Regions from separate parts of the Sus scrofa genome. Here region 1 is linked to region 2. A link is a contact called in public Hi-C data. All regions are on one chromosome and are shown on one strand. The core of a region is the stretch at or near the end of the contact, and the rest is flanking DNA. Distances in the headings are between cores, read along the strand shown.

Region 1 (2,700 bases), core at 38-2,537, 79 kb before region 2:
GTGCCTGTCCTGCCATGCGCATGCTGTGTATGTGTGTGCGTGTCTGCGTGTGCAGGCTTCCCAGCTCCTGACACCATGGATGCCACCTCCCTGGGTGATGAGCAGCACACACTCAGCAGGTCCAGCTCCTTCCAGGTTAGCTGGCTTTGTTTGCAAAATGTGCTAGGGCCTCCTACCAGCCTGGGTGCACTTGGCCCCACCTCTTCAGCAGCTCTGCTGGCAGCCGGGCCCTCCTGCCCCCTCTCCCCACCCTGCTAATTTCACTCAAGAGCTGTATTATTCAGAGCTCAGGAGAGCTGGAGAGCAGGCACTCTGATCTCGGCCCCCTCCCAGCCAGGCTGGCAGCTCCCAGAAGACTGGAGTGCGGTGCTCATCGGGAAGGAGAGCCGCATGCTCAGGTTTCCGTTCCTGAAACCACCGGGTCCTGGCACAGCTGGAAACCTTTAACAAGGTGTGTGGCACCTGGTCTCCTGGGGGCCAGCCTGCATGGCTGGTCAGTGATGGATGAGACCCAAGTTCTCCATCAAAACAAAACAGCATCAGACTCCAAACAAGCCTATGCCCCAACTTTAGGGAACTCCTCTCCTCTGCAGTCAAGACAGGCAGACAGCGGGTCCGAAAAAGAGTTGACAGCAAAAGCTACAAGACATTTATTTACAACTGTCCACCCCGGTCTCCACGGGACCAGATCGAAGGCGACCGGCGCAGAGTTCGCGCCTGCTGCGCTCTGAGTCCCCAGGGAGGCCTGCCGAGGCCGTCAGCGGCCCCCGGGGCACCCGACACCGGGCAGGGCTGCTGGTCGGCCCGGTCTGACAACGGAGGGGTCGGGTCGAGAGCCCAGGGCGGGCGGGCAGGAGGCTGGGCTGAGGCGGATGAACGCGCCCCAAAGGGCAGAAACGGCTCTGCCCCAGGGGCCCCGCGCCCTCCCGCCCCCTAAGTTCTCCGCGCGCCGGGGCTGTGCCAGGGCGGCTGCAGGGCCCTGCCCGCGGCGGTGCCCGACCCCGCGGCCTCCTGAAGGCCGGCGCACTCACGTGTGGCCGCAGCTGCCGATGGCCACGGGCCGGTGGTAGACCTCTAGGCAGATGGGGCAGCTGTACTGCGCTTCCAAACCGCTGTCGCCGCCCGCAGGCCCGCCCGGTGGCTGCCGCTGCTGAGCGGACGCCACCAGGCTGCGGAACATCGCCATCCCGGGGCCGGCCCGCCGCCGCCGCCGCCGCCGCCGCCCCTGTCCCGGCCCTGCCCGGCCCGGCCAGCGCGTCACAGCCGCGACGGCGCCGAGCTGACGTCACAGGGAGCGCCCGTCCCAGACCCTCGCGTCACAGTCGCGCTGGCGTCTCGGTGACGTCATAGAGAACGCCAGCGGCCACCCCGCCCCCCTGGACGTCACAGCCGCGCCCGCGCCGCGGTGACGTAGTCGGAGCGCGCCTCGCCGCTGCGGTTTAAGGAGCGACTTGGCGAAGCCATGTGCGAGGTGGACGAGGACTACGGGGAGCCCTCGCCCGAGGGCCTGCAGCCTTCACGGCCCGGGTAAGAGTTGGGCGGCTTCCCCTCCGGCCGGCGGCGAGCTCTTGCCCCGTGGGCGGACCCGCGCTTTGTGGTCAGTCACGGGGGCTGCGCTCCGGGAATCCCGGCGTCCGCCGAGGGCGGGCCTTGGGCGTCGGGGGGCCTCCGTCGGGGGCCGAATCTCCCACCGCAGCACCGCGGGAGTGCCTGGCGGGCCGGCGCTGAGCACTGCAGGGAGAAGCTCGCTCTGCGCTCTCCCACCTTTAATTCTTGCAGCCAGTAGGGCGGCTTCGCCGCTCCCCTTACTCAGGAAAGTCGGAGCCCCTTTCTCTTCCACCCACTGACTCCACTTCTCCCTTCTGGGCCGCACGGAAGTTGTCTCTCTTCTGCCAGCCCCTGAGAGACTGAGAGGTGGCCGTTAAGAGGCCACTGAACCGGCTTTAGCAGACTAAAATCCCCTTCGGTCCCTGGCCTTTCCTCAGAGTGGTAGTTAGGATAAGACAAAAGCCCTGTTTCCTGGGGTATAACCCCCATTTGATCTCTCGCACGGCAGCTTGGGGTAAGAAGCAGGCTCCCATCTCCCTGATGCCCTTGGGAGGAGGTGTAATTTGCTTTCCTGTTTTTTCTTCCCCTTTCCAAAGCCGTGAGCAGAAGTGTGTGAAGTGCAAGGAAGGCCTGCCTGTCGTGGTGATCCGAGCAGGAGATGCCTTCTGCAGGTGAGCCCTCACTCAGCAGCCAGGGCTGCCCCCGCATCTCTGGCTTAATTTCTCGGCATTGGAAAGCCTTTTGTCCCTTTCCTTTTCGTTCGTACGTTCCGGGACTGGGGAGTGGGGGATGGGTGTGTGTGTAGGTGTTGGTTCCTGATGTGAGTACCGTTCTCCATGGGTCAGGATCTGTTTTCTCCATTATCCAGCCGTGGATCAGGTGGCAGGAAGGTATTGATGGAGCTTATGGGGAGAGTTGGGAATGCAGGTGCTGCGGGGTAGGGGGGAAGCGCCATCCCGGCAGCAGGAACACATCTAGGGCAGATGAGAGCAGCCTGGGATCTTTGGCAGGTGTTCTGGATGATGCTTGCTTTACTTGTGAGACAGGGAGGATGGAAGGAGGGCTCTAGTCTCTTCCTCCAGCTCTGAGGCTTTGGGCAGAGGGGAGCCTTAGTCCCAGAGAGGCCTGAGCGTGTTCTGTTTTATCTGAAGC
Region 2 (2,763 bases), core at 31-2,530:
TTGGGATGAGCAGATGCAAACTATCATCTACAGTCTGGATAACTAACAAGGCCCAGCTGCACAGCACAGAGACCTGTATTCCACACCCACTGATAAACCCCACTGGAGAATAGAAAAAGAATATATGAAATAAAGCATGAAAAGGAAAGGAAAGGAAATACACTCTACTTGGTGGCTCAGACTACAAACGCCAAAATAAAACCGTTAACAAAATAAAGCCTTAACAACGCCGGCCTCGTCCCATTGACAACTTGCTACCAGCTGTTTGGATAACAGCTCCACACCTGCCTGTCACATCGACCCCACCTTCCTCACTACTGTACTCTTGTGTTCGTTTGTTTTTAGTCGCACTGGCAGGCTATGGAAAGTTCCCGGGCCAGGGATCGGATCCTGCGGTATGGGAGCCCGTCTGCGACCTACACCGCAGCAAGGCTGGATCCTGAACCCACTGAGGAGACCAGGGATGGAATCCGCGTCCTCAGGGATCTTAGACGGATTCTTAACCTGCTGCCCCACAGCAGCAAGTCCCAAAGCAGGATTCCTAACGCGCTGAGCCTCTAGGGAGCTCTCTTTTTCTTCTCTAAAGGCACAATTCATGCTATTTACAGAAATCCTGGAAAAGACGGCCCGGTAAAGCCCCCGTCTCAGCGCTCGTGCCTCCCAAAGACAACCCTCCTCGTGATTACTTTCCTCTCGGACCGTGGTCACACTTCAGGACCGAGCCGAGTGCATTTTCCCGTGATGGGAATTCCTCAACTTGAGCCTGCCGGATAAGCCAAATTTCAGGCCCTAAGAAGTACTTCCTTTCTTTCCAACTCAGCCATTTGAGAGCACGTTTCTTTTTCAAAACAGTCTGAGTCACAATCACAGCGTCCTCCCTTAAGGTGTGCAATTAATTCAGTGGTTGCGCATCCCCCTCCTCCGCGTTCCGGGCTGCACGCTGGCCTCAGGGCCGAGCCCCCCGCCCCTGCGGCCACCTGCGCAGCGCCTCCCGGGTCCGCGCGGCTGGGCGCCAGCTTCGTTGCCTCGTTTGAGCTTGGGCGTCAGCGGGAAGCAGCGTAGCATTTTTCTCTTTGTCAGTTCAGAACGTGCTTGGCGTCCACCAGGAGCCGCGCCGCCCGGCGCCCCCTGGGCCGGGACCGGAGGGACGGCACCCTGTGCGCCCACGGCCCGCAGACCCCCGCCGAGAGGGCCAGCGCGCACGCGCCCGGGCGCGTCCCTTTCCCGCCAACCCCCGGGCCGGGGCGCCGATGGTCCCGCCCACGGCGGGGCGGGGCCAAGCCGCGGCGCGAAAACCCGCGCGAAGCCGGGCTCCACTTCCGCCGGTGGTCCCGCTGCTCCGCTCTCCCGCTCTGGTCATGGCGCAGCGCCGCGTCACCGACTTCTTCGCGCGCCGCCGTCCCGGGCTCCGCGGCGCGCCGCCGCGGGCCAAGCCGTCCTTGCGCACTCCGAGCCCCGCCAAGCCCGCGCCCAGCGCTCCGCGCCCCGGCAGCAGCCGCAAGCGCGCCCGCCCGGCCGCCGAGCCCACGCGCGACGAGCCCGCGCCGCCTGCGCGCCGGAGGCTGCGGCTGCCGGCCGACACGGTGAGGACGCGGAGAGAGGGGGGACCCTGAGGCCAGGGAGGGGCACGGACGGGAGGAACCGGTGGAGGGGCGACCCCCCCCCCGTGGGGAGGGGCGGGGCCCCTGGAGAGACCGACGCTGGAGGAGGGCGCTGGCCATGGCCCTGGGTGCGGAGGGTGGGCCGAAGCCCCCGGCGGGAGGAGGGGCTAGGGTCGGGTCACGTGCCCAGGTGGGCGGGGCCCGGTAGCCTCGGGAGGCCTCCCTCCCAGAGGACTAACAGTGACAGGTGTGACACTGCGGGGCCGGAGCCCTTCCCGCCGGCACAACACCAGGCTCGTGGGCAAGGCGAGGTGCGGGGCCTGGCTGTGAGTGAGGCCGCATCCCAGTTAGCGCAGGGGATGGGAGAGCCGTCTTCTGTGGAGATGGGGCACCGGGATTTTGTGACTCCATCGTCTTTGGCGTCCTTCCCACCAGGGCTCTGGCCCCAGTTCCCCCGCTGCCCCTGGCTCGCCCGAGCACTCTTCTCCCAGCAAGAGGACAAAGAAGGCTACCCTCTCAGAAGGTCAGCTGCCCTGCAGGGCAGCCCAGCAGGACAAGGTGAGGAGGCTGCCCGGAGGGCAGGGCAGGTGGACTGGTGACACGCTGGCTGATGGCACCCTGTGTCCACAGGTCCCCTTGAAGGTCACTCTCTCTGAGCTCAAGTCCCGTCTGCAGCGGGCACAGGAGCTGGGGGCACAGGTCCAGGAGCTGAGGGAAAGTGCCCAGAGGAAGGATGCTGAGGACCCCAGAGTCCCGGAGGAGGAGGGGCGCCCAGCAGAGCCGGGGTGAGTCCTGCGTGGGAGGTCAGGACCTCCAGGAAAGGGCAGCCTGGTGAGAGGCCTGGTGGGGCTGGGCCCAGCTGGGGGCTAGAGCCACTCCTTCCCGGAGGCTGGCACAGTCTACGGGTCTCGGCCTCTGCCTGTGAGAGGGCTTGGGCCCCGTGATTTCAGGCCATTTCGACAGCCAGCAGTCACTGGACACTTACTCTGTGGCCCTGTGTCTGCCCTCCCGGGGCTGTGTGGTCATCACACGCCTCCTAGAGAAAGCTAGGGCTGGGCGTGGCTGGGACCTCCGGGGGCAGAGCTGAGTCTGAAGCCACGCTTGGGTCGCTGTCCTTGTAGTCCTCGCGATGGGGAGATGGTGGGCGTGCAAGGGCTTTGTG

The links. Hi-C and Micro-C count contacts between places; a contact is called where the count stands out from the background.
Region 1: a Hi-C map of fetal liver shows a contact between it and region 2, with 1.7 times the contacts expected there. The contact joins the promoter of RNF166 here to the promoter of CDT1 in region 2. A contact is called at or near these places in 7 of 47 Hi-C or Micro-C datasets (alveolar macrophages, blood, fetal liver and 2 more) and 1 of 2 datasets of contacts at active chromatin or transcription factors (alveolar macrophages).

What each region holds. Positions count from the first base shown.
Region 1 is chr6:975,544-978,243 of Sscrofa11.1, reverse strand. RNF166 (RING finger protein 166) reads right to left here and starts at 1,287. Exons shown (of 6, transcript XM_021093662.1): 1 at 1,032-1,287. The coding sequence starts at 1,186. CTU2 (cytoplasmic tRNA 2-thiolation protein 2) reads left to right here and starts at 1,363. Exons shown (of 16, transcript XM_021093659.1): 1 at 1,363-1,527; 2 at 2,145-2,219. The coding sequence starts at 1,463.
Region 2 is chr6:896,223-898,985 of Sscrofa11.1, reverse strand. It overlaps CDT1 (DNA replication factor Cdt1), which reads left to right and starts at 1,280. Exons shown (of 10, transcript XM_021093641.1): 1 at 1,280-1,583; 2 at 2,037-2,159; 3 at 2,232-2,386. The coding sequence starts at 1,359.